Regions from separate parts of the Mus musculus genome. Here all the other regions are linked to region 2. Evidence: chromatin contacts called from public Hi-C and HiChIP or PLAC-seq data. All regions are on one chromosome and are shown on one strand. The core of a region is the stretch at or near the end of the contact, and the rest is flanking DNA. Distances in the headings are between cores, read along the strand shown. Region 1 overlaps Thada (thyroid adenoma associated). Region 2 holds the start of 8430430B14Rik (RIKEN cDNA 8430430B14 gene). Region 3 overlaps Thada (thyroid adenoma associated).

The links. A called contact is a pair of places that touch in the nucleus more often than the background predicts. HiChIP or PLAC-seq counts read pairs in DNA pulled down with a chosen protein or histone mark.
Region 1: an H3K27ac HiChIP or PLAC-seq map of microglia shows a contact between it and region 2, with 6 times the contacts expected there. The contact joins the enhancer-like site here to the promoter of 8430430B14Rik in region 2. A contact is called at or near these places in 2 of 484 Hi-C or Micro-C datasets (CD4 T cells and bone marrow-derived macrophages), 9 of 115 datasets of contacts at active chromatin or transcription factors (T-cell acute lymphoblastic leukemia, effector CD8 T cells, embryonic stem cells and 6 more) and 1 of 9 other capture datasets (embryonic stem cells).
Region 3: a contact with region 2 is called in a Hi-C map of bone marrow-derived macrophages, with 22 read pairs. The contact joins the enhancer-like site here to the promoter of 8430430B14Rik in region 2. A contact is called at or near these places in 2 of 39 promoter capture datasets (the C10 cell line and liver), 1 of 484 Hi-C or Micro-C datasets (bone marrow-derived macrophages), 5 of 115 datasets of contacts at active chromatin or transcription factors (T-cell acute lymphoblastic leukemia, acute myeloid leukemia, double positive thymocytes and 2 more) and 1 of 9 other capture datasets (embryonic stem cells).

Annotation. Positions count from the first base shown.
Region 1 is chr17:84,265,001-84,269,164 of GRCm38.p6, forward strand. All of the region lies in intron 30 of Thada (thyroid adenoma associated), which reads right to left. Among named protein-coding and RNA genes, the nearest start is that of Gm24492, 21 kb to the right of the region's middle. Within about 2 kb of position 1,616, at least 74 of the 459 cell types and tissues checked have an H3K27ac peak or open chromatin away from gene starts, as enhancers often do. A contact at or near this core is called in bone marrow-derived macrophages, heart atrium, hepatocytes and 2 more, where this site is marked.
Region 2 is chr17:83,997,132-84,001,179 of GRCm38.p6, forward strand. 8430430B14Rik (RIKEN cDNA 8430430B14 gene) reads left to right here and starts at 1,421. Exons shown (of 2, transcript NR_130994.1): 1 at 1,421-1,574.
Region 3 is chr17:84,291,542-84,296,151 of GRCm38.p6, forward strand. The region is part of intron 29 of Thada (thyroid adenoma associated); the gene reads right to left. Among named protein-coding and RNA genes, the nearest start is that of Gm24492, 6.1 kb to the left of the region's middle. Within about 2 kb of position 1,855, at least 33 of the 459 cell types and tissues checked have an H3K27ac peak or open chromatin away from gene starts, as enhancers often do. A contact at or near this core is called in bone marrow-derived macrophages and liver, where this site is marked.

The DNA of each region.
Region 1 (4,164 bases), core at 366-2,865, 270 kb after region 2:
AGTTCACAGTTTGCAAGTCAGAGCTGGCTTGAGGGGCCAAGTACTAGAGTGGGCCCACAAACACAAGCTCTCCCATACCTACTCCCTTCATCAACACCATTTTACTGAAACAACCAACCAACCCCCCCCCCCACACACACACATTTTTCTTACTCACCTTGAGATCTATTCTCATATTCTCAAAAGCCTATTTTCCTCATCAGACTATAAGATTTATTTAACAGAATGACAAATAGCCAACTGCATGCCAACAGAGCACCAGTCCTCCCACAGGCCCTGAGGCCACAGGGATGGCTGCCTGAACCAAGAAATATAACTTTCCCACAGTGTCCTGGTACCATGCAGCCCTGACATTGGGAGAGGCTGCAGGCCTGATGGCTTTGGAAGTCTTGAGTCTGCTTCTGCCTAGCAAGGGGGAGTAAGGCCATGAGCATGGGAAGAACATTTCTAACTGGGTGCTAGAACTACAGTGGCTGATGGCTTAGCCTTTGCTAAGTTCATAAACTATGAACTTTGTCTCAGGGTCAACAGCAGCTCTCACTTGGAGCTGGCCAAGTATTTAGGTGCTCAGGTCCTACCTTCAGTCTAACTAGTGACTTCTGAGAACACGTTCTATCTGAGCAGCTCTATTTTAGACAGTCCAACATGACAAGCAGTGTCTGGACACATGGAGGCAGTAAGGTCCAGGAAAAAGCTTGACAAGGACTTGGCAGCTGAGTACAGATATTAGCAGTTTTCAGTGGGGTCCACGCCTGTTCAGCTGTGTAGATGGATGGGTTCTCCTGACCTCTGAGGGTTACATCTCTGCAAATGCATAGGGACTTCACAGGGTTTTCCGTATTTAAATCCCAGATCCAGGAGTTTGCCTGAGAACCTGTTTTGTTGCCCTCTTTACACTGCACTGTGGTTTTAAGAAATAGTTGCAGTGCCTAAGTCAGTCTGGCCTCGCCCAGAAAAGGCTGATAAACAAACTGACCCAAGTACTGCCTGTTCTACTTTAGCCACATCTTAAAAGATGAAAATGTAACACGACCCTCTGGAACAAGGACCACATGAGGGTCCCTGGCTTCAGTGGACTTGGGAAGGCAAAGGCATTTATTTCTACAGCAGAGTCTCTCAGGGTGGGAGTTGACACTGGGAGGTTTTAAATCTTCCCCGGTGATTCCAGCATTCTACCCTGAGCATCAGGAACTATTGTTTGGAATGAAAACTTGCTACCAGCCAACCTGGCATTTGTTAGTGCCAAGACCAGGAGTCACAGTCTCCTGTGGGATCCTAATGGGAGAAGTGGCTGGGTGAGTACAGCAGTGATGTGTGTAAAGCACGCTCTATTAAAAGCAATGACCAGAGCCAGAGTGGTAGTGTCCCAGTGTCATCCCAGCAGTAGGAGGGCCGTGGCTGGCCTAGGCTAAGGAGCAAGGCTCTGTCTGTCTCAAAGTAAAATTAAAGCTATCACCATCCCCACTCTCCCAGGAGGAGGCTAGCAAGACAGAATGTGCAAACAAGCACACACAAAGAGACATAAAGCACATGGCTTGCTACCAGGATCTGAACAAGTTTTTGTTTGTTACCTGGCACCCCTGGCAGAGCACACAGTACACCCAGGCCCTAGTGGTACCCTGGGAAAGCCCAGGGAAAAGTCCTTATGAACCAGAAACAAAAGGTTAAAGCGTGTCAGTTACTGTGTTAAAACATTGAAAGTAAAAGTTGAAAACATAACCATACTTGTTTGCCTTATCTCTTGAACTTATGCCAAACTAAACTAGTGTTATACATAGGGTGTGTCAACACAGAAAAGTTAATTTTCTAATACCAAGAGCATTTTGAGATAAACTCATGGAATCATATATATTGATTGCTTCATCCAGAGCTTGGTACAAAGTAGGCATTCCAAAAATAACTTTTAAAAACCCTTAAACTTTTGGCAAGGTCTCCATGCACTGTTTGTGGGACGAGGGTCTCACAACGTACAGCAGCTGTAGCACTGCGCTGCCTCTCAAGAGACTTAGTCTGCTTTTAGAAATGAAACCTAAGGCCAGAGTTACAGACTGACTCCACACCACACGCAGCAATGAAGGCAAAGTAGAGCAATGAAGCCAATTATAGTGGCATATGCTTTTAATCCCAGCGCACTTGGGAGGCAGAGGCAGGTGGATCTTGGTGAGTTTCAGGAGAGTAAGAACTATATAATGAGACCAATCTCAAAAAACCCAGCAAAACAAACCAATAAGCCCAATCTCTCTCTCTCCGCCCCCTCATACATACACACACACACACACACACACACACACACACACAGGCATAGAGACACACAGAGAGATGCTTAAGCCCACTTTTCAACAAAAGATTCTTTTCCTAGTTAATCAAAAAGGCAAAATTAGGCAAAATTATTTTTTTTGTAGAGATGGATAGTGATAGGAAAAATCAACCCCCCAATTCCCCAAATTGAAAAAAAAAAAAACTCTGAAGAAATAATAGAGATTTTAGTTTTTGTTTGTACTTGCTATTTTTAAATGTTTTAAGTATGAAGTTACTATGTTAACCCCAGCACTTCTATCTCTTGGCTGTCCCATCACACGCTGCCAATGACAGCTCTACTTTCTGTGTCTATGAACTATCTGCTCAGCCAGCCATCTCTCGGGGTACCTCCATGTGGTGGCACAGGTCAGATCTCTCTTGCTGCTTGGGGATATAGCTGTGGCAGCGCACTGGCCTAGCATGTGGAAAGGCCTGGGTTCAATCCCTAGTTGAGGATGGGAACTTCTCTTTTAAAGATGGACTAATGTTACCATATGTATATAGCATATTTTGCTTACATTGTCAGCAATGAACACTGCTGTTCTGTGGTTTGGTGACCAGGAAGAACGTTGCTCTGAGCATAGCAGTACAACCATCGAAGCCTGCTTTCTCTTTCTCTGAACTTAGACGGAGAACTGCAGGATTAGATACTGATTCTATTTCCAGTTTTTAAGGAAGTGTGATACCATTTTCCATAGCAGCCATAAAGTTTTAAGTAATAATAATAGCAAATATTTTCATATTGCCAAGTGAAAAAAAGGAAGCTATAACTTTTATACTTAATAGAACCTTAGCTATGTTTTTTAAAAAAAGGAAAAAGATGATGTAACCACAGAGAACTGTGCTAAGAGTAGATTTCACTTTTATATTGTTTTTCAAATTATTTTTCCTTGCTATGAATGATAGCCAAGGAAAACCAGGGATGAAGTTCTGTAGAGAATGTTTCCCTTCGGCCATCCCATTCCCCACCCCAGAGCCCAGCAGCACACAAAGCTCACCTGCTTATCTTCTTCAGTTTGGTTTGTTTTTTTGAAACTGTTTCACTGAGTAGCTCAGACTGGTCTGAAATTTGCAACAGCCCCTTTGTCTCCGTACCCCTAAGTAGTAGGATTAACACACGTGTACCCACACACATGGTTTATGTCATCAAGTTTTCTAAAAGGAACATCCAATACATATTTACTCTTTTATGGCTGAGGGAAACACAAGATAACAAACCACTTCTGAAAAAACTGAAGCCCAATATAATTGTAATCCCAAGTCACAGCCAAGGTAAACAAGCCGTTTCCTCTGAGTCCTGCTTGAGAGAGCTTTTCAAAGTTCTTTCTGTTAGGGTGGAGCCTGTGACTGCTAGGACAGCAGAGCTGCAGCCTGAAGACAGCAAGCGCAGCAGGAGGACCATCCAAGGGGCCTGGACTGCACCCTGTTGTGGCATCCCTAGACAATGTTGTGACATCCCTAGACAATGTTGTGACATCCCTAGACAATGTTGTGACATCCCTAGACAATGTTGTGACATCCCTTCCCAGGACGGGGCTCATTCTGAATCTCACTTGCTTCCTGACCTGGGCAAGATTTCCACCCCACCGGGATCTGGTAACTGCTGCCCTCACACCGGGATCTGGTAACCGCTGCCCTCACACGGGGATCTGGTAACCGCTGCCCTCACACGGGGATCTGGTAACCGCTGCCCTCACACCGGGATCTGGTAACCGCTGCCCTCACACCGGGATCTGGTAACCGCTGCCCTCACACGGGGATCTGGTAACCGCTGCCCTCACACCGGGATCTGGTAAATGCTGCCCTCACACGGGGATCTGGTAAATGCTGCCCTCACACCGGGATCTGGTAAATGCTGCCCTCACA
Region 2 (4,048 bases), core at 171-2,670:
TGTGCTCATTTGTTCACTCCTGCCCAATTCTTAGGCTGTAGATATGGAGGCTGACTCTTTTCAGGAAGCTCCATTTAATGCGGGAAGCTCCCAGTACGGCAATCTACGAAGCCTAAGGGGGGGGGGGGGTGGCAATCCATGCATATGGGAGCTAACCCCACTGGAGAGTGTGGAGTAAGCCCCACCAAGTAGAGTTCCACACCATGAAAGAGTGTTGCAAATGAAGTTGGACAGGTCAGAAGAGATGTGTGAGCCAGGCAAGGGGCGTTAGAAATCAGTAAGGTCGCGCAGGAATTTAGTGAGGCATGAAGGAATCAGTCTTGTGAGATAGTAGGGTATCAGGGAAGGTGGTCCTGGAGGGGAACCTGGGTCCCCAGCTATTGCCTAGAGCAGAAACATGCCAAGAGGCCTTTAGGAGGAGGCACAAAGGTGTCAGCCCAACTCCTCAGCGGAAGATGTAGCGGAGCCCACCCTGCCCATCTCAGAGCGGCCCGGCTCCAGCGGCAGGCTGAGCCCTGCTTGCTTCTGGGAAAGAATTCTGGCCCTGAAGCCCCCGTCCCAATATTAGCTCTTACAAGAAGCCTTGAAGGAGGTTGAGGACACTGGGCTGTGGACACTGGAGGTCCAGTTGAAGACAAGAGACTCCCTTAGGGTGGCCGGAATGAGTGGAGCCGTAGAAGGCAAAGAGGAGGGAGGCGCCTCATGGTTTGCAGTTAAGCCTGCTGAGAGTCTTCTAGGCTCAGTCCATGCACTACAGTCCCAAACTGAGCATCTGTTCCCTGAGGAGCCTCCACGCCAAGTTCTCCAGTCCAATCTGCAAGGGGCACATTAGCCTCCCCAACAGCAGGTGGCGCCCTCCTGTTGAGATTAGATTTAGGAGCTGAGTTTTCTGCCCAGAAAACCTGTTGGGCAAGGGAGAGAGGAGCTGGCCTCCGGGGAGCTGGCCCCTGGGCGCTCACCTTATCCACCCACTGTAGCCCACTTACTAGTCTCGCCCTCGCTCTCCCTGCCTTTCACTTGGGTCTCGGTGCCCTTGTTCTTCATCGCTAAGGTCCTCAGGGCAAGTCTGGACTTAATGAACTTCACAAGCTAAGGCAACTCCAGGACCAGGATAGTGGGGGATGCAGTTGGCAGTGGAATGCCCCCACGGGGTCTTCTGAGCTCCCCTCACCTCCCAATGGCATTCCCCCTCAGGCCCTCAGAAGGTACTCCTTATGCCTAGCTGGGGTGTTTGCCTACGGCGAGGTGGCTCTGTCAATGAAGGACATCATAGACACCAGCATCTCTGTGCAGGGTGAACTGTGCCCACTGGTATGCCCATTGTCTCCTAATCTCCAGTCTTTAGTCCTAGAGGAAAAGCGAGGGGTGTGGAGGAGTCCCACGGGCCCCTCCAGCTCTCCTGGCACTCTGTTCACTCCCTACTTGTTCTGTCCTTGGAACTGAAGTCCCCCGACTTGCCAGGCAGAGCTGGCCTAGGCCATGCACCTGTGGTGCGCTGAAGGCTGGGCAGCAAGACATGGAAGCAGAGGGTGCCCAGTGCAGGAAGACCCTGGAAAGAGATGAGCACCATTAAGGTAAGATGTAGCAGACGGGACCCAGGCAGGAGGAGACCAGGATGACAAGGTAGGAAACTGACAGAGGTTCCTGAAGGAGGAAGAAGAGGAGGAAGGGAGGGAGGAAGAATTTTTAAGAACATTTCGAGGTGAGGCGGAAAACATAGAAGTTTGTGGGGCTAAGTGGTGGTGGGGCAGCCAGGGGGATTCTATGGCCCAGCACAAAGAAGACAACCGGTTTTGTAAGGAAGGGAGGAAGTGTTGGAACGTTAGAAGGGAGTGGCCGAGAGCTGTTATTGGAGGCAGGCACCTGTCTCTCCTCAACCCTGTGACAGACAGGTACGGAAACACCCTGAGCACCGCAGACCCTCATGCTACCAGCCTCACCCCGTGCAGCTCATAAAAGTGAAGCCGGAGCTCAAGAGCTTAACCCATCTCCCACCCACGTTCCCCCACCTCCAGAGCACCCTCCACCCTGGCGAGATAGCAGCCACCCACCCCACCTCTCTGCTGGAGTTGACAGGGTAATCAGTAACTGTTCACCAAGATGGTGTCTCAGCCAGACAGGGGGGCCTTTGTCTGATCCCAGCCCTGCTGGGAGCCCTCGCCTGGTCCTGAGTTTGCTCAGTATTAATCATTGACCAGCACCCAGGGTTACAGCCCCTCTGGAAGCTCTCAGGACTGGGGCCTTGGGTGTCCCACAGCTTCAGGCAAGGCGAGGCTGGAGTAGGGAAGGGACAAAGAGAAGGAGAGGGGAGGGCGCAGGCCCTGGGTGGGGCTCAAGGATATTCTACTACTACCTGTGCTTGCCCAGCCCGGCTTTCAGGAGAGGTCCCTTTCAGAAGGGACTGAAAATTCCCCCACTGGGCGCCTCGTCCTCTGGAGGAGTCAAAGAGGCAAATGCAATGTATGGATGAATGTTGCCCTCGAGGTGATGTGGAGCTCTCTGGAGACCCACATAGGTGTAGACCCCTCCTCTCGCCCCTAATGGAGACCAAGGAGTTAACTCACTATGTGCCAGAGGGACGAGGATGATGGTGAAGCTTGGCCAGGAGCAAGGAGGAAGGCATAAAGAGATACACATACCAAGAGCAGAGGTAGAGAGGGACACCTTCTATAGGAGCACACACTCCTGAACATGATCTCCGTTGACTAGCCTAATAGCTTATGCGCTAGGGGGCTGTTCTACGCCACGTTCACAAATTAGAAAAAGGAGACACAAGTCCATCACTTGTCCAGATCCCAGAGTTAGGAAAGATAGCAGTGACAGACTGTGTCCAGACCTAGGACCTTGGGCTGTGGTCAGATTAGAGGGACCCCCATACAGAAAGAGAGGGACCTTAAATACCTTCCAGGAGCAGAGAAGAGTTGAGCCCCTGGTGTAGGGATTGCCTTTGAAGGGGAGCAGGCAGGGATCGGGCTTCTTCAGGTATTGGAGACCTGGTTTAGATATTCCCCACAGAGAAGGAAGTCAGGTGAGCCGGCCCCTCAGCACCACAGAGGGGAAGCCCCACCAGCCCCCATATCCCCTTTGGCCTTACCCTGAGAAGTCAATATTGATGTTTTATGACCCAGGATAAGCACATGTTCTCTTCCCCCATGAAGGGTTATCTGGTTTGAAGGGTTAATGAGTGATCGCTCTGCTGGGGAGGGGAGGGGAGTGAGAAGAAAGCAGCTATTCAGCCTGAGGTCTGCGACTCAGCTTCCCCCAGCCCAGTGGGTCAGACCTGTTCTTTCTGCAGGGTGGAGGCCGGACCTTTGGGAATCTGAGGCTGAGTCCACGGGGTGTGTCTGGAGGACTGGTGCGTAGGATGTACCCAAGGAAGGTGTCCCCAGAACAAAGATTGCCCAGGGAAGGGGCTGGCAAGGCAGGTGTGTTTGGCATGTGGCTGCCATGGAGGGGGGGGGGGCATAGGAGAAACAAAAGTCAAAGTACAGAAGATTCATAGATGACTCCAGATGATGTGGGACCCTCTGGAGAGTCAGGGTATCAGAACTCAATATATGAGCCTATCCCACCTGTTACCCAGTATAGTTTTGGATAGGTGGCTTAATATCCCTAGGAACCAGGTGCCTTATCTTCCAGGTTGGTTCCAGAGACGAGATAAAATAGTATACTTAAATCAGGGAGAAAGCATAAAATAAATCTTTTTAAAAGAGAGGTAGAGATGTCTACAGGGAGGCTCAGTGGTTAAGAGTGTTGGCTGCTCTTCCAGAGGACCCGAGTTCAGTTCCCAGCACCCACATCAGAGGCTGCACAAACCACCTGTACCTCCAGCTCAGGGTATGTGACACCCCATCCTGACCTCCTCAGGCACCTGCACTCACATGTGCATACCCACGCTCAGGTGCACACCCATACACATAATTAAAATTATAGAGGGGGTTATAAAGTGACTTATTTAAAATGAACAGTTCTGTTGCCCAGGAAAACTCAGAAAGGGACCATTAGGGTTTGGCAAACCAAGGATTGAGGCCCCTGTCTACAGATGAGT
Region 3 (4,610 bases), core at 605-3,104, 290 kb after region 2:
ATAGAGTCACGTAGGTTTTAAAGGGACACTGATCTAGTAAACTTGGCAGGGTACAGCACAAGGTCAGCACATGGAAATTAAGGCTATTCCCCATAAAGGCAACGGAAACTTTAGAGTTAAGTGTAAAACCAGTACTATTTCTAATAACACACAAACCATTAACCATTATGGGATAACTCTATCAAAATAAGTATGTATAAGATCATGGATTCTTTAAGGGCAGTAGTCAGCAAAGTTTTCCTATGAAGGGCCAGAGAATAAATACAATACAAATTTTGGGTCTTTCTTACAAGTATAAGCAGCTATAGAAAACATGTAAAAAAAAAAAAAAACCAACCAACAAAAAAGAGGCACAGTCTTCAATAAAACTTTATTCAAAACACAATGAGGACCTGATTTGACTTGACCATTACAGACTGTAGCCTTGTTGTAGTAGAGAAATGCATTCACAACATCTTATTGCCAGTACTGATTAAAAGTTCTAGACTATTAAGTTACTTACAAACTTGAAGGCTGCTGTGAAATAGAGATGGCCATAATTTCTGCCCAGAGAAACAAAATAAATGTTGTAATCTGTTGAATATTAAATTGTTTTACATCGAATTCAGAAATCCTATCCTAGCATTTACGTTTCATTGCCTGCAGATGCCCGAGTTTTCAAGTGTTCATTGGACTGACCATAAAAAGTTTTCTGGTTCCTTTATTAACTAATGAATTAAATACAACTTTGTACATATTCATTTTATATTTGTCTGAGTAGTGATTTTATTTATCCATGTATTTATTTTAAATTTTATTTTGTAACAAATAATTTTTTATAATGGCATTTTAAACTTCACATTATCTTCATCATTATTATGAAAGACAGTTGCCAGCCACCACTGCATTTGAAACTTGCATATATAGTAGCTCTACTTTTTAACTAGAATATTTGTTTATTTATTTATTCTGTATGTACACACGTCTGTCTGAGTGTATGCCATGTATAAGTGGGTGCTCACAGAGATCAGGAAAGGGCTGGAGTTACAGGCAGTTATGAGCTGCATGACATGGGTTCTAGAACCAGACTCAGGGCCTCTGCAAGAGCAGCCAGTGCTCTTAACCACTGAACCAGCTCTCCCACACCATAACATCTCTTTTCATATCAACAGTGCAAATTATGGTACCTTTATATATCAAAGGATAGGCTATTGTGCAAAGTTTACATGGCCTGCCTGTGTCAAACATCTAGAAAATAGGGGAAGATAATACCAAGTCCAGGACTACGCAGACCCAACCCTCAGACTCAATCCTCTTTGCATCTCACAGTTCTCTGTTCACAATGCCGATGGAGCATTACAAACAGAACCACAACAACAAAACACCCAGGGCTAAATCTCAAACTACAACCAAGTAGGAACAAAGTAGTCACAATAAAACATGACATTTCCTCTTTTAAAATGGTAAAAACACTTAGAGTCCCTGCCTGATTTGTTCTTTATCCCTCCAGTTATTAGAAGACAAGAGATAATCTACCTTTTTGTGAAATTCTTTCTAAAAAACTGTTCAGATAAAGTTCCAATGAACTCCAACTGAAGTTTATACAAAAGTGATTTTGTAACCATTTTCAATTTCTACACACAAAGTTTCAAAGTGGGTCACTGAAAACCTGTATCCCAAGTAATATAAAACTGAATATTTTGATTTCCCTGGGCTGGGCAGTAAGCCTCTTGAACCTCTATTTTTGGAAACTGTGGTATCCCTTTAATCCTGTTACAGAACTGCTGACAGGGGTGATAGTGAAGGAAGCAGACTGAGAGTCTGTCTCAGCAAAGGCTCCAGGAAGAGGAAGAAAACAAGGCATAAGCAAGCAAATCATCTTGCAAGAGAATCTTGTGAGATCTGTGTCGGTGTTCACAACTCAACTCTAGAGCACACGGCCGTGAAGCTGCTCAGCGCTGGTGTAGCTGAGAGCCAACACCTACAGCAGGGTTAAAGTTGTGCCTGTAGGGAACACAACAGCCCTCCTCTGGGTCTGTCTTTTTCATAACCAGAAAATCTTTGGTGTATGGAGAGACCACTGAGAAAACATCTGTATTTCCCCACCTCGCTGTGCCTTGCTACATTTAAACTGTCAGGGTACATGTACTCTGTATGATGCACGGTCTTGATTCCAGATCCTTCCCAAGTAGCTGAGACAACCTAGCTAACAATTTTCTAAAAACTAGTATCAGTTGCTTTTCAAAAATGGCCCCTGGTTTGCTCAAGTCATTTTCAAAGTACTCTTTGAATTTACTGTGAAAAACATACAGAACTAATATCTCTTTCCAAATTAAATTTGGTACTCCAGGTTTACTGGCTGTCCTCAGACAACACGTGATAAAGACTGATATTCTAAACGTTCAGCTCCATTCCTGAAGGCCATGTGTTAAGTATGTGCAATACAATTTAACCTTTCTTGAAGTCAAGAGCTATCATTCTGCTGGCTGTTTTCTGATTGAGGCCCAAGTGCTAAATGAAAATAAAGTCAGATGCTGACAATTATGAATGCTCAGAAGGTTTGGACAGAGGCTCTAGCAGCCTAGATATATACACAGCATGCCTACCTCTATGTACTTCTACTGTGAGAAAGAAAGCCTGTTTCTCTAAGTGCAAGGACCAGACTGTAGGAATTGCAGGGTTGGCCAGAAAGACCTCGGTCTGTAATAGAGGTGAGTATGGTCTATGTCTACATCTATATTGATTCCATATATACATATGAAAGCATCATACTGAAACTAACTGTTATCTAAAATTAATAAACCCTAGATTTCTTGCTCCTTAAGTGAGAGGCTACAGATAAGAAAGTAAAATAGAATGGGCTATACAGTACTGCACCAGAATCAAATCAGTATGGTCTCCTGCTAGCTTAACACAGATGCAGACTGATATAGAAAAATTATGTGTGCATATAAATAGGTTAATATATTTATGTGGGTTTCCTAACTCTGTTTAAAGAGCACATCTAGAATTAGTGGTACCTCAGTAGCAATGAGTACACACTATTGTGATTTTGGTGTCTAATATCATTTGCCAATAAAAGGAATCAGGGCTTCTTGGGAGATTACTAATTCTAGACCTAGGTGAGCTGAAAACATCTTGTAATGCCAGAAAAGAAAAAGCAACAAATCAAACTAAAAGTATGGAAGTATGTTAAAGAGACAAGAACAAACCTGAGTTTACAGTGGCTGAAACCAGAGACATCTGGGCAACAAAATAAACTATGAAATGTTAGATTAAGCCTAAATTAAAAGATAACACCCTATTTGACATTACATGTGTAGTATAATGTAGGGTCAGTTGCTGCTGCTGACTTTCATCCATCTTCTAGCACAACCCAGAAAATAATGAACTCATGCAAATTGCAATTTCCTTGTATTTTAATCTCCCACACACCCAGCACTGAGCACTAACTTTGTTTGATAGCCCAAAACAGCAGTTTTAATACTTGGTAAGCTCTATGTGGTATTTAACTTTGTTTTTGTTAGCATATATTTTTTCTTTATTAAACTTTTATCTCTCTTAAACTTTTTCTGAGTTCATTCTATGTTTCTTCAACTAAATTTTTAAGCTGGGTGAATATTTTATTAACACTTTAGTTTTGATATGCTCATTTATAGCCATATGTGTCCCTTTAAAGCCATCTGAACTCCGTCTTACATTATCACTTTGTGGTACTTCCATTCTTGTCCAGATCTAAATATTTGGAACTTTCTGTTATGACTTTTTTTTTTTTTTGTTAATGTATTACTTGAGTTTTTACAAGTTTAAGCATTTCCATAGAAGCTGAGCATCTCTGGTGACATTCCCTTTTCTGAAATTCATTGAAGCCAGTTTTGAGTTATCATAATGTGATTATTTGTGAATTGTCTATTTTGAAGACTATTCTTCAATATTACACATCCCTTTTCTTCTGCCTTGTAGCAATGTGAGTTGAAAATGATAAACAATACACATTTTTCTAGTTTTTCTTTAATTCTAAACACTTTAACGTTTAAGAAAATTAAAGCAATGCTCTTAGTGTCGGAAATTTTCATGATTTCTCTGCTGGTTTGGAGAATTGTTCTTTTACCAGTAATTCCTTCTTAATCCCTTTTTATGCCTTTTTGCCTCATGCTATTTTTGTCTAATGTTGAGATTGCTTCATCAACTTTCTTCTGCCTTAGATTCTTAAATACATGCACACATACAACATTCATTTCATTTCTCTTATTAAATTACAGTTTTAGTTGTCCTTTATAAATAGCATAGATCTAATCTTATTTTTATATTTAATCTCATGGTAAACTTTTTGGTTAGAGTAATTTTAGATTTACTAAAAAGTTGTGAAGACATTACAAAGGATTTCCGTACATCTGCCACGCAATTTTCCCACTGTCACTGTCCTCTATTATTGTGGTGTTTTTTGGTATTAAGGACTTGGGTTTTTTTTTTTTCAAAGAATTATTTATTTAGTTTATACATGTGAATATACTGTAGCTGTCTTCAGACACACCAGAAGTGGGCATCAGATCTCATTGCAGATGGTTGTGAGCCACCATGTGCTCCAGCCATCTCTCCAGCCCCAAGGACTTGTTTTTAATGGCCTGCAC